Regions from separate parts of the Oryctolagus cuniculus genome. Here region 2 is linked to region 1. The links are chromatin contacts, called in public Micro-C maps. All regions are on one chromosome and are shown on one strand. The core of a region is the stretch at or near the end of the contact, and the rest is flanking DNA. Distances in the headings are between cores, read along the strand shown.

Region 1 (6,305 bases), core at 3,027-5,526:
ACTATATCCATTTTCCAAAACAAGATGAAAAATGATAGAAAAAGGAAAAAATTCCTTGTTGAAGTTTTTCAGCCAGGGAGAAATAATGAACTGCTAGCAGCTGTGGAGGGTGTGAAAAACCTCTCAAAAGTAGGTATATTTGTGAACAGGACCAAAAAGAGGAACAGTCTACTGTAATAACCACCAATAAGAAGAAACACAGTGTTTGCTGAGAACCAAGGCTTGCTCTGGGCATTTTATTCCAATTATCTCAAAACTTAACCCAAAGCAAGCAGGTAGGTTCTATTATTTCCTCATTTTTCAGGTGGCAGGACTAAAATTCAGAAAGCTTATGTAATTTGCTCATAATCATATAGCTAGATTTGGTGCAGGTAAACAATAATCCCAGATCAATCCTATTCCAGAGCCTATACACCTCTAAGCCAAGAGAAGCAAAAGTGTCAGACACAAGACAAAGCATTCATTGTCCCTTTTGGCTGGATGGTGACAGAGCTGGAAAGGTTAAGGGGAAGTCAGACTATGGATGGTAGCAAGAGGAAACCACTGAAGGTTTCTGGGCGGAGAATGCAAGATATAACCATGTCTATGGTTTTAGGTTATGAATTGTGACTTACATCTTACAATTCGAAATGATAAAAATAAAAAAACTGAAGAGTTTCACCCTGCCTCTACATGAAATGTCTGGCTGGATTAGCACTTCGCAGTCATTCAGAATAAGGTTTCAACATGCCAGGCCTTGAGGAAGAGTCTACAGAAAAGTCTCTAAGAAAAATGCAGTGTCTGTGACCCCGCAGGAAAAGGAACTACTCATCCCTGGAGCTGTCCAAATCTGGCATAAAGGTAGCCCTGGGGAATGCAACACTCTAGAGCTGATCCCACAGGCCGTGGGCAGAGCACAGACTCCTGCCTCCCAGTCTGTGCATATCGGGTTGGTCTGTCACACAACATGAGACACTGAGCAAATGCCTTTCCCTTTCTGAACTTCCTTTCCCCCTCTATGAAATGAGGAATTGATTCAACACGTCTTCCGTTTTGCAACTTTCAGTCCTTCTCCTCCAACACACTAACCTAAAAGATATACTTCTGTCAGCAGCCCATCAGCCAAGATTTGGGCAATAACACCTCCTGAGAGCTTCTGCAGTTAGTAAACCTCCCAGGAGTTGTAATAGATCCGCCTGCGCCACAGTGTCATGGTTAGTGCTGCACGGGGACTTTAAACATCATCCTAGCTGTACTTCCCCAGCTTTACAAAGTCTTCGAATCCTTACCGAACATGATTTGGCCCAGGATTATCACTTTCAGTGCAAACAGGATCACTAATGTCAAAAGCATTTCGACAGTACAAGGCACTATGACCATTTTGAGAGCCATGCAGAGAACTCAGAGTACCCCAGAATCCAGATCTGTCAGATGTTCCAGTATTATTTGAAAGATTTGAAAGTTTTGTTTCAGTCTCAAAAAAGTGGTATGACTGTGTGTGTGTGTGTGTGTGTGTGTGTATGTATGTATGTAAGTCTGTGAAATTTCCATGAAGCCAAGGAAAGGGTAAAGTTGTGGAGTTGTTGAGGGTTGGTGGATACAGGAAAGGAAAGAACTGTTGCATCTTTTGGGTGTTCAGTCTCCAGCCATCAGAAATGGCTTTTCAAAGGACTGAAAATATTTCTCCCTTAAGAGATTATCAATGATGTGAAGCCCAAGGGCTTCACTTGTTAGGGTACAAAGTATCAAGTGGGGAGAAGATGCAAAGCTTATCACACTCCCTGAAAACTGCTGGTAAAACAGAAGTTAATGCATAAAGTCACACATTTTTGAAAAACCTTCTTAAGTTTCAATGTTCATGAGTTAAAGAGACAACACTCAGCAGTTCACCCACAGCTTCCCAAGAATGATTTGTTCCTGTAATCAGTTCATCGCAAAGATCTGAAGCACTTAAACCTATGGCTTCAGCTCCTGTGACCTCCAAACAGCTGACAGGAGCAGGGGAATGACAAACCGACATGAACACCGACAGGGATGTAAATGTAACGGCAGAACTAAACAAACCCACACATGGACAGTTACCAACCGCATGGTTGTTTGTTTTTCCAGGATCAAACATGAGCATGTACTCCTTCTTGGACCCAAGAAAGGAAAATCTGTCCAGATGTGTGACAGATTATCAGCAGGACTGCCAACCTCACGTGCCAGCCTCCTGGGAGGACCTGGCTACCGGGACCACCCACGCCCTGCTCTGGGAACTAGCTTAGGCAGTCTTCAATGTCAGGTTCTCCAGGTCCTCTCTCTGCCCAGTAATGACTGACTTCTTCAGGTCCACCAAGCATTGTGTGACTTCTTTAAGAGAAATCAGAGTTAACCTTCATAGAGGTTTTAGCAAATCTATTAGGAAGCATAAGGAAGCAGAAGACAAGTTCTGGAAAGGGTTCAGGATTTCCCCTCATTACTTGCCCCAGATACTAGCGCAGTGAATTCTGTTAGTCACAGCATACTAGGAGATTACAGTTAGTCTCAGTTTGTGACTCCATGAATGCCACTGACAACTGCAAATCTGAGAACCCTACCGCCCGTGAAGGGCAGAGACCCGTGGAAAGAGCTGCAAAAGGCATTTGGATGTCTGAACACGGTGTGTGTTTTCAGCTCCTCAGAAATGCAGTCTTGTCCACTGGCTGCTGCAATCATCCATCCCCTAGTGGGGCTGCTTTGCCAGCAGCTGTTGAGGAGACATTGATATATTGACACGGAAAAGCCAGGACGTTTGGGGGGGAGGGGGAGAAATTCACAGCAACCTATGCAGGAGCGCAACTCATTCTAAATTCTCTCTGCCGACAGAACTAAATAGTTCTTCAAAACTGTGGATGTGGGAAAGATGCCAAAAAAAAACACTGAATACCTCCTGACACTAACTTCAGGCGAGTTAAGTACACAGCAATAAAACCGGAAAGAGCATACTGGGGGTGCAATGTCCAGTACCCCAGTCCAGTGTGACTCTCCAGACGTGGGAAGCCCTCCAGAGAAGGAGGAGTACCCACTTGGGGAGGGCACTTTTTGGGTAGCTTCTCCTCCTCCAAGCCTACCTTCTCTCTCACCTTTGAACTTCACGTTTTCATAGGTGAAAGGGAGAAGAGAAATTTCTTTAGGATTGACTACTTCTAACACTGTTATTTCCAAGATTCTTTAACCTTCAGAAAAGGGGTGCAGACCACAGTGTCGGGGAGACGAGGGAGTGGAGGCAGAAGAGAAATAGGGACCAGGTGGGCCAAGAAAGCATCCCCTAGAGCACTTGAACTAGACCCACCTGTGGCAAAACCTCATGATGAGCGCTGCCTGGGTACTGTACTGAGTCTCATCCTGTCAGAACAGCCCTGCTTTCCAGGGTGAAGTGGATGCTGAGAGAGCAAAGGACTCGCCCAGGTTCACGTAGTGCTCTTGAGAGAACCCAGAGCTCAGGCCACAGGTGTCCAGGTTCACAGACAGGAGACAGAGGTGTTTAAGGAGACCCAGTCTGACAGACTGAAAGACAGAGTACTGTGGCAGGTTGGCGGGAACAGTGGTGAGGGCTCCAGACAGCCTCCGGGAGCGGCGGGGTGGGTGTTAGGAGTGCAAGCGCGCGCGCTGTGGGTACCTTGATGTAGGCCCGCTGCAGGTAGTTGTAGGGCACTCTGCGCTGGAAGTCACTGCGCACATCCTCGCTGACGCGGTGGCGGGACGCGGGTCCCCCGAGGCGCTGGGTCTCGCAGCTGCGGTAGCAGCGCGCCCGTTCCAGCAGCGCTCTGAAGAAGGGCAGCTCGGCCCCGGGGCCGGTCCCAGGGGGCGCGAGCGGGCGGCGGGCGGCGCAGTGGCGGGTACAGCGCGTGCGGATCTCCCGCAGGCGCCGGTGGCTGCTCAGCGCCGCTTCCAAGTCGCGCACCGCCTGCTCGTAGTCCCCGCTGTAGTAGGCAGCCACGCCGCTGGCGTAGAGCAGGTCGAAGGGCTGCAGAGGCCCGCGCTCGGGCTCCAGCTCCCCGCGCCCGCGCCCGCTGTCCGGGGGGCCGCCCCACAGAGGCAGCGGCAGCAGTAGCAGCAGCAACAGCGGCGGCGGCGGTGGCGCCCAGATGCGCTCCCGCATCCTCCGCCTCAAACAGGCGCGGGACGGCCACGCTCTGAGACGGCGGCGGGGCTCCTCGCGTTCGGGCCCCCTCTCCCACCTCCGAGGGCAAGCGCCCCGGTCCCGCCGCGATCTGGCTGCCCCGACAGCCCCAGGTGACTGCCGGCGCTCCGCGGGCTGAGAGGCGGAGGCTCTGCCGGGCCAGCCGCTCTTAAAGGGACGCCTACAGCTCACACGCTCCTCCTGCTGCCCGACCTCGGCGAGCAGCTCTCCCAGGCTCCCTGCTGCACCGCATTCTCTAGGGCCAGTCAGGGAGCGGGCGCTGCTTGGGGCCAAGTCCTGGGTTCCTTTGTAGCTTATAGAAGTGGATATTGTTACTCTCCTTCTCAGAGATGCTGAAAACTGAACGTTGGGAGTTGGACCCTCGGCATCTTCTGACTCTGTCCATGACTTCGCGGTTTTCACAGTACTTGACCTTCAGATGAAAGTCGAAGTCCACCTCAGGCTGTGCATTTAGCACTAGAGGGGCTTTGAGACCAGATGAAGAGCAGAAGAAAAGTCATTTGCTCAAGTTTATAGAGCTGAGAAGTGGCCAAGCAGACTCAACCTTTGAAGTTACTGCTGCTTCCTTTGGGGAGGATCTCTCCCTTGCCTCCCACTCCACTGGATGTGGACGCGTGTCCCCGTGCACCTGAGCAGGGTCTGGGGTGTGAGAATAATATTCCCATTCTGCCTTTGCTCTGCACACCCTGGTGTCAAGGACGCCCAGGACCACTGGAAGAAGGGCAACTGGGCGTGAGTTCTGCCTTCATCAGGTTGCCCACTGTGTGATCTTGCCCAGATTCGGCATTGAGACTTAGTTTCCTTTTACAACAGCCAAACGCTCCAACATGTCAAATGGGATGCATATATAAGTTCTTATGGTAAGGCCCTAACAAAGAGGCAGTTTCACAAACCCTGTACCTCCAGGACGTAAGTAATGAACTATAAGCACCTTACCCCCAGGGCGTAAGAAATGAGCTTCCATCCAGGAATGGGAAAACTGACCGAAGTGGCTGCCAGACTGCAAGGAATAGCTGGAAGATTTCCTGCCCCTCGCTTCCCCTGGCCCATAAATCCTTCCCAGCCAACATACTCCCCTTTCCTGTTCCTTGGCACCAGACGCTCAGAAGGATGCTGACAAGCTTGTATACCGAATTCTGGTTTCCAGCCTGTTGCCTCCTGGAGGCATTTCTGTGGTTTCCTGTAGGGCCTGTGGGAATTTTGCTGGTCTCCGGCCACTGGGGTGGTGAAGAGAGAGAAAGAGATGAGAATGACAGCATGCATCATCTAGTTGAAAGGGATTTCTCCAAGAAGGCTTTTTGTGGAATCACCCTATGCTGAGGTGGCTGCCAGAAGTTCCTTAAAAAAAAAAAAAAGATTTTATTTATTTATTTATTTGAGAGGGAGAGAGAGCACTCATGCCCACTGGTTCACTCCTCTAATGCTCCCAATCACAGGGACTGGGCTGGAGCCAAAGCCAGGAGCTCAGAACTCCATCCAGGTTTCCCACATGGCAGGGACCCACTACTTGAGACATCACCACTGCCCCACACCCCCATCCCCAGTCTGCAATAACAAGAAGCTGGAGTCAGGGGCCAAATTCCAGAATCAAATCCAGGCTCACCCATGTGAGATGAGGGCGTCTTAACTACTATGCAAATAGTGTCTCGGTTGCCAGAGTTTCCTGCTTCACTTATTTTGTTAGGTTTAATCCCTCTGGCTGTGTAACTCCAAGGACACAGAAGAGTCATGCTCTTACTGTTTTTTCCACCAACCCTCACTAATTTATCTTATTCCAGTGATGGAAAAACTCTAGTTTAGAGCTGAACAAATGGATATTCAGTATTGCAGAATTAGCTTTTGGGTCATCTACCCAGACTTTTTCTCTAGGGCTTGTCTCTGCATTCAGATAAAGACTTTGGAGTCTAGAGTTAACAATTCACTTGTGAAGGGCTTTGAAGTATATCAGTATAGGAAGTCCTGCTATGGAATTGCCATTAAGGTGCCAGGAAGCTTTGCTGTATTATGTCATTGTATTGGGTAACATCTCCATGCTGTTTAATCCTCATCTATGTCAATTACATTCCTATCTTTGGATGCCTGCTCTCAAAGTAGATACTCTAAAGAAAAAGGAGATAAAGCAATGAGGGTTTTTTTTTTTTTTTTCCCCTGTGGGAGCGCA
Region 2 (6,811 bases), core at 2,484-4,983, 66 kb before region 1:
AGAGAAACTGCACGCCCTTAAGACTTGCTCATAACTGAAACCTATGATGAGGAGAGCAGGCTCAGAGACTGCTTAGAAAAGACACGGGGTATACCACCTAAGTTTGCAACAGGCACATGGTTATTTTCAGTCACATTAATTAAGTGCAATGCACAGTGCCTACACATAAATAAAACCAGATGTTTAAGATGTGGTTCAACCATTACCCTATATTTGCTCACATCTCCTCCTACTCTCTTATACCTCTTTCAGAAAATTGGCTTTCTGCCTGAACACCAGGGGAGGAGAAGCAAAAAGAAGAAGAAGAAGAAAAAAAAAAGAGTTGTAGGGATATGGTCTTGCTCTCCTGTTGATGAGTGGCTGTTGATGTGTGTGATGTGTGGTAAATGTATTTGGCTTTCCTGACCTCTCTGAGGGAAAGCTAAGATTTTTTTTGAAGCAATTGAGATTCTTGGAGAATTATTTTTTCATCATACATCAATTTATCAACCTTCATGAAAACTTTCAAAACTGTCAGCTATGTATAAATAAGCCTTATTACTCATCCTTTGCCACACATACATGCACATAGTGTGTGTGTGCATGCCTGTGTGTTTATAAGCATGTATTAATACTTGTGCAGAGAATCATTTCATATAATCAAAGTCATTTGGTCTACCTCTATAAGTATATTTCCCAATTTATGTTCTTAATCATATTTTTTCCAAAATACATAGAAAGTCTTGAGGTTTACATAAATTTAGGAAATGCTGGGATACATAAAATTAAACAGATCTCCTTATTGTGAATTTTCAGTCTTAAATATAATGATGCATACTGTGAATATTCAAGAAGGTAATGGGGTGAGGTTGTGGCACAATGAATTAACCTGCTTATTGGGATGCCTCTACCCTAGAGCAGAGAGCCTTGTTCAAGTCCTATCTCCTCTGCTTCTGATCCAGCATCCTGCGAATGCAACCTGGAAGGAAGTATATGTTGGATAAAATACTTGGGTCACTGCCAACAACCTGGGAGACCAGGATGGAGTCTCTGGCTCATTGCTTTGGTTTGAGACAGGCTTAGCTGTTGCAGGCATTTGGAGAATAAACCACAGATTGGAAGATCTCTCTCCTTGTCTCTCTCGCTCTCATTTTTTCCTTTGAAATAAATAAATAAATGTTTTCTGAAAAGAAGTTAATGTATTCATGCTACATGAGTAAATCTCTCAGAGCTAGTTGATCAGAATCTTGCAAAATATCTTGAGAGGACAGTGACCTGTAGGGCATATTGTGAGAAATGCTGATCCAAATTAACCCAAGGTATTTGTCCAATCTCTGGTTTAATTTTCCTTGTGTGAAGAAAATCACTACACTGCAAAAGAGTTCATTCTGTCCTACAAAAGATCTAAGTGAAAACATAATATTTTTCTTTCAGTGAACCATAATCTACTTCCTATAACATCTACCATTGCTCCTGGTTTTTCAATTTGAAAGAAAAAAAGAAGACTAATGTAATCCCTTTTTCCTGTGAGAGCTTTTAAAATATTTCAAAGCACAATAATCATACTCCCACAAAATCTTCCATTTTCCCAGAATAAAAGGTCACCAGTTCTTAAATGAATGTGTCAAATTACAAGACTCAACTCTCTCTCTTTGTCTTGAGACAAGCCATTCAGAAATGAACACAGAAATTCAGACAGGTTTATAGAGATGCAGCCCTAAATCTCATTTCTTTGTGGACTTTTATATTCCTTTTTAACCAGGCATGGCTCATCATTAATGCACTGAAATGTTTGAGTCCTCATAAATGGACTGTCAGTTCAATACAGTTCTTTGGCTGTATGCTTAATTATTTGTATATAGATGAATTGTTTGAGGAATATTAGGGAAATAACTCCTGTAGATTTAATTTACACTGCATCACAGAAACACTGCTTTAGAATAAATTGGTTATCTTTTCTCAGTTCCCTTATTTTATAGATTGGCTTTATCTCAGCTTCATGAATTTTCATCACTTTAAAAGCATGAAGAGTAGTACCTGGAAATTCACAAGTAGAGTCCCCCTCCAGTTTGAAACTAATACATTATTTGATGCCTGGTAAATCCTTTCATGCAGATACAAACCAAGATAATACCAATCAGGAAATATTTTTCTATCTGGTCATGAACATCAGAATGTAATGAAAGACACAGTCAGGTGCCCTTTGAAATTGAGATATGAATCTGCAGCAAACTCTTAATCTCCAATCTCAAATAGCCTAGTCCCAAAGCTGTAGATAATACAGTTCTTGTTAATTCACCATCTATGTCATAAATAATAGGATCATCATGCAATTTGATTTGTCATAGATGTCTTAGAAACAGAAGTATTAATAGCAATCAGTGTAGGTGCAGGTTAGGATCAGAAGGAAATAGGCTGTCAATAGTTTGGGAGGTTATTGTAGGTAACAGGAGAGGGAGGAGGCAATTGAAAACTTCATTATAGTCATGAAGATGGATAAACAGTATAAGTAAGAATGTTTCATTTTTCTGTATGAAAAATGGGACTGGAAAAAATGACATAGAACATTATGGTGTTAAGATAAACAGTGTTGGAGCAGGTGTTTAGCCTAGCAGGTAAGACAGCTGCATCCCATGTCAGAGTAGCTGGTTTTGATTCTTGTCTTCTGATTCCAACTTCTTGCCAATGCAGACCTTAGGAGGCAGCAGTGATGGCTCAAGTAATTGTCTTTCTGCTACCAAAATGGGAGACTGAGATCACAGTCTGGTCTCTCTGCTTTGGCCCCAGCCCATTTCCTGCCCTTGGCAGGGATTTAGGGAGTGAACCACTGGATGGGAGCTTTCTCCTTCTACCTCCCTCCTCCACCGTCCCTCTTCTTTTCCCTGGGTCAGAGCCTTCTCCTTCTCTCTCTTCCCCACTCTCTTAATACACCTACCCATCTTTTGCTCTCTCAGTTCATCTAAATCTCCCTCTTTTCCTCTTTGTTTCTGTCTCTCCAATAAATAAAAAAGTATAAAGATAATGTCATCTCAATCTTTACTCAATGTAGTTTAATATGAGAAAGATGAAATACTTTAACTTTCTATACACTGTACTCCTCAGTTAAAAACCAAATAGATACAAATATTGAGAACTTAGTAGTTGTTAACAATGATATCTTCCTTAAAGAAGAGCTTTTATAAAACAATGACACAGCTTATTTTATTTTCTTTTGAAGGAAGCAAAGGAAATCTGCTACTGGGTAAATTCAGTTGTCTTATAGATGATCTGCAAAATTTCCAACAATCTCACTGAAGTAGATAATAGGAAACTGCAATACTTGTTTATCCTTTTAAGAACAAATACTACTTTCAAATCACTTTCCCTACCCAAGATTGAAGCTGCCAGGTTTCAGCCCACAGTGAATTCTTGCAGCTGGATTAGGATCCCCCACGAAAGGACTTAAAAAATAGAAGTGCTGAGGGAGGCAATTCAAGGGAGGCATTTCAGCTGTGGGGGAGGATGGAAAATTTTTGAGCACAAGGACTTCCTGTCTCAGAGCTGGGAATGCCATTTTGAAAGGCTTTGTCACCCATTTGTTCTAGTCACTCTTACAAAACTTGTGAGGCTGTCCAGTGGGGCTGGGGGTCTGTGGACCCCTTCAGACATAGGTAGAATGTCATTCACAAGCAAGCTGGAAAGCCTGTCTCCAGACCAACTGGCATCTCCCCCACTAACAGCTTCTTATGCTGCGTGTGTGACCCTGCAGCTTTAAATCACACCTTCGGTGGGGGTGGGTACAATCTTTCACTCAGAGCTGGCAGGGGAAAGGGCTGAGCCCTGGGGAGAGTCGGACTGGCTCTAGGAGATCCTGGCCATCTTGTGTGACCCTTGTGGTTTTAAATCATGCCTTCAAGTTAGTTGCAGTCTTCCACCCACGGCTAGCAGAGGAGGGTGCTGACCCCTTAAGGAGACAGACAGTCTCCAGGAGTTCCCCACTATCTCCATGAACTCCAAGACAAGCAACATACATATGTGAAACCCCCTGTCTAGTGGGCACCCCTACAGAATGACCCAATGAACAGACAGTAATGCCTTAAAAACCAGGGACACTTCCTCAAAGCCAGTGTCCCACCTGGGCACTCCACCTGGTCTCCTCTTCAACCAAACGCTTTTTCTGGCACTTGCCAAATAGAAATTTCTTTTCCCTCTAATAAAAGTTTCTGCCTCTTTGCAAATTGCTTCCCAGCTTTTTGTTTCTACACTAAGTTGAGGAAAAGAACCCACGAGACTCACTCTGGCAATCGCCCTCCCCTCTGTGACTGGTAACAACCTGGGAAAGAATTCTTGAGAGAACACAATTTCTTTTTGGTAAACTTGAGGATTCTGGCTTTTTCCCATACTAATCCACTTTTTGCAGCCCTTCCTGGAAACTGCCTGGCCATCAGGCCTAGGAACACACTATCAAGTATTGCCCAGATGTTGCCACTCCACCAGGTGTTATGGGAAGTAGCTTGCAAATTAAGCTTAAAGTTCCTCCTCCTTCACATGGTAGGGTTGTATTGCCTCATTATCATCTTGTTCTGCATTTTGAAGAGCTCTTCCTTTTCAAAATCCATCATAAATGGCTAGCCCCAAAGAAAAACATTTTTCCAAGAACTATTCTACAGGAAATGCAAAATGAAGTGGATTTTCAAATGCGTTGGTCCTCCTGGGGCCCTTTTCCTGCCCTCTGTAGTTGGAATGGGAGGGACCTCAATTAATCAGGGGACTTCCTTGACTTTTCCAATATAAACAGGAATATGTAACATGTGCATCCCAGGTTAAGGAGAACACTGACCTGGGGCTCATAAACAAGCTGTAGCAGGAATAATATCAAGATACACATAATGTATACTCTCAAGTTCAGCAGTTTCCTTCTTACTTACCCAAGTTTGCTTTGGTTTGAATACAAACTTCTAAAAATCCCCCAAACTGATTTTCTTGTGCCAAAGTTCATTATAGTTGACTTATAGAACACTGAAAAAATGAAATTCACATGAGTGTGCTCTTATTTCATCCCTTTTTCTTAAATAACAAGCACCATAGCAAAACAGTTTTTCAATTCATTTGCTATTAAACAAAATGTAAACAAAAGTCTGGGAAAGCAACACTTGCCAGAGAGGAAGTGCTGTTTTTTCCCTTTCTCTAGTTTCACTGAATACCAAAAGATCCAGTATTTAAATATGCAAGGCATCTAGTAATTATACCTCAAGAGTCAGACAATGTTCATGGTTATATTTCACAAAATTATCATATTCTGTTTATGGAAGTTGAAGATTATTATGAGGAAATTAAGGCAAGTATGAACAAAATAGACTCTAGGTTCCAAAAAGAACAAAAAATATAATATGGCATCATTCTCAACTTATTCTTCCGGCTTTTCTTATTTATATTTTTAATGGATAATAAAAAATTATCCTTATAAAGTGATTCCATGGAAAATACTTCAATAAGGAGCCTCTAATTTTTTTTTTCTTTTTTAGTATGTATCACACTTTCTAATATGGTTTTATTTGTGTATTTATTTGTGCTATGAACTGGATGTTTGTGTCCCATCAAAATTCATATGCTAATTTCCTAATTTTATGAGGCTATGCTTGGAGATAGGGCCTCTAAGTGACATAGGCAGGGAGGTAGTTAGCAAGGAGAAGCTAAAGTCTCCAGCCCCTCCCTGTACCCCTGCCTGCACTGCAGCCCTGCCTATACCACCCAAACAACACACCCACTAACCACTGCTTAGGACTGGCACAGACCAAAAATACTCAGCCTGCCTGCCAGCTTCATCCCTGCAATGGCTGTTAGCTTATCACAGTATCATTATAATGAAATCACCATGGCTGACATTCCTACTCCCATCAAACACTGGACACCATGACACTCCAGAGTTTTCCCCAACATGCAAGGAAATGGGTAGCTCTCAAGCCCTGTCCCAAACTCCAACCACTATAAATATTCTGTTGAACTCCACCACAAACATCAACTCCTTTGCCTCCAGCTTATAAAGGAACGGCCCTTAACCTGCCTGCTCTACTTAAGTACGCAGTTTCACTTTGCTTGCAAATAAATCTTGCTTCTCTGCTGATCTTTACCTATGTCTTATCTTTGAATTCCTTCTTATGTCAGGGACAAAAACTTGGATCCAGCTCCCCAGACATAAGGAAATAATTATGGTTGAATGAGGTCATTAGAGTGGGGCCTGTCATGATAGGATTGTGCTTTCGTAAGAAGAGACTTGAAGGCTCTCTCTCGCTCTTTCTCTGTTACTCTCTGTCTCTGTTTCTCTCCCTCTCTCTCTCTCTCTCTGTGTTTCTCTCTGTGTTTCTCTCTCTCTCTCTGTCTGTCTCACACACACACGCACACACACACACACACACACACACACCAAAGGGAAGTCCATGTCAGGATGCAGAGAGAACATGGTCATCTGCAAGTCAAGAAGACGTCCCTGACCAGAAACAGTATCAGCTGGATCCTTTGCTCTGGACTTCTAGCTTTTACATCTGTGAGAAAATAAATGTGTGTTGTTTAAGTCATCCAGTAAGTGGTATTTTGTCGTGGCAATTAGCGACGTTTAATACTCCTTTTCATGTGGCTGTCCCCTTGATCTGAACCACAGGCAGTCCCATGAGAGTGGCTCCTACCTCTATTTGATTCACAATTATATTCCCAAGTATTCGACATAGGTCCATATTGCAGGTTCTCAATAAAAACTTATGGAAAAATATGAAGTTTTAAACTAGACTTTTTTTAAAATGCATTTTAGAAAAACTTTAATATTTTTAGTGTATTCAGAACACTTGATGTGGGGCCT

Evidence for each region. A called contact is a pair of places that touch in the nucleus more often than the background predicts.
Region 2: a Micro-C map of ear pinna shows a contact between it and region 1, with 1.8 times the contacts expected there. The contact joins the enhancer-like site here to the promoter of P3H2 in region 1. A contact is called at or near these places in 2 of 6 Hi-C or Micro-C datasets (ear pinna and an unstated tissue).

What each region holds. Positions count from the first base shown.
Region 1 is chr4:89,464,162-89,470,466 of mOryCun1.1, reverse strand. P3H2 (prolyl 3-hydroxylase 2) reads right to left here and starts at 4,276. Exons shown (of 15, transcript XM_002716510.5): 1 at 3,620-4,276. The coding sequence starts at 4,102.
Region 2 is chr4:89,528,998-89,535,808 of mOryCun1.1, reverse strand. The region is part of intron 1 of P3H2 (prolyl 3-hydroxylase 2); the gene reads right to left. It overlaps LOC138849320 (a long non-coding RNA gene), which reads right to left. Exons shown (of 4, transcript XR_011388005.1): 1 at 1-6,811. Among named protein-coding and RNA genes, the nearest start is that of P3H2, 66 kb to the right of the region's middle. Within about 2 kb of position 3,733, at least 1 of the 8 cell types and tissues checked has an H3K27ac peak or open chromatin away from gene starts, as enhancers often do. A contact at or near this core is called in ear pinna, where this site is marked.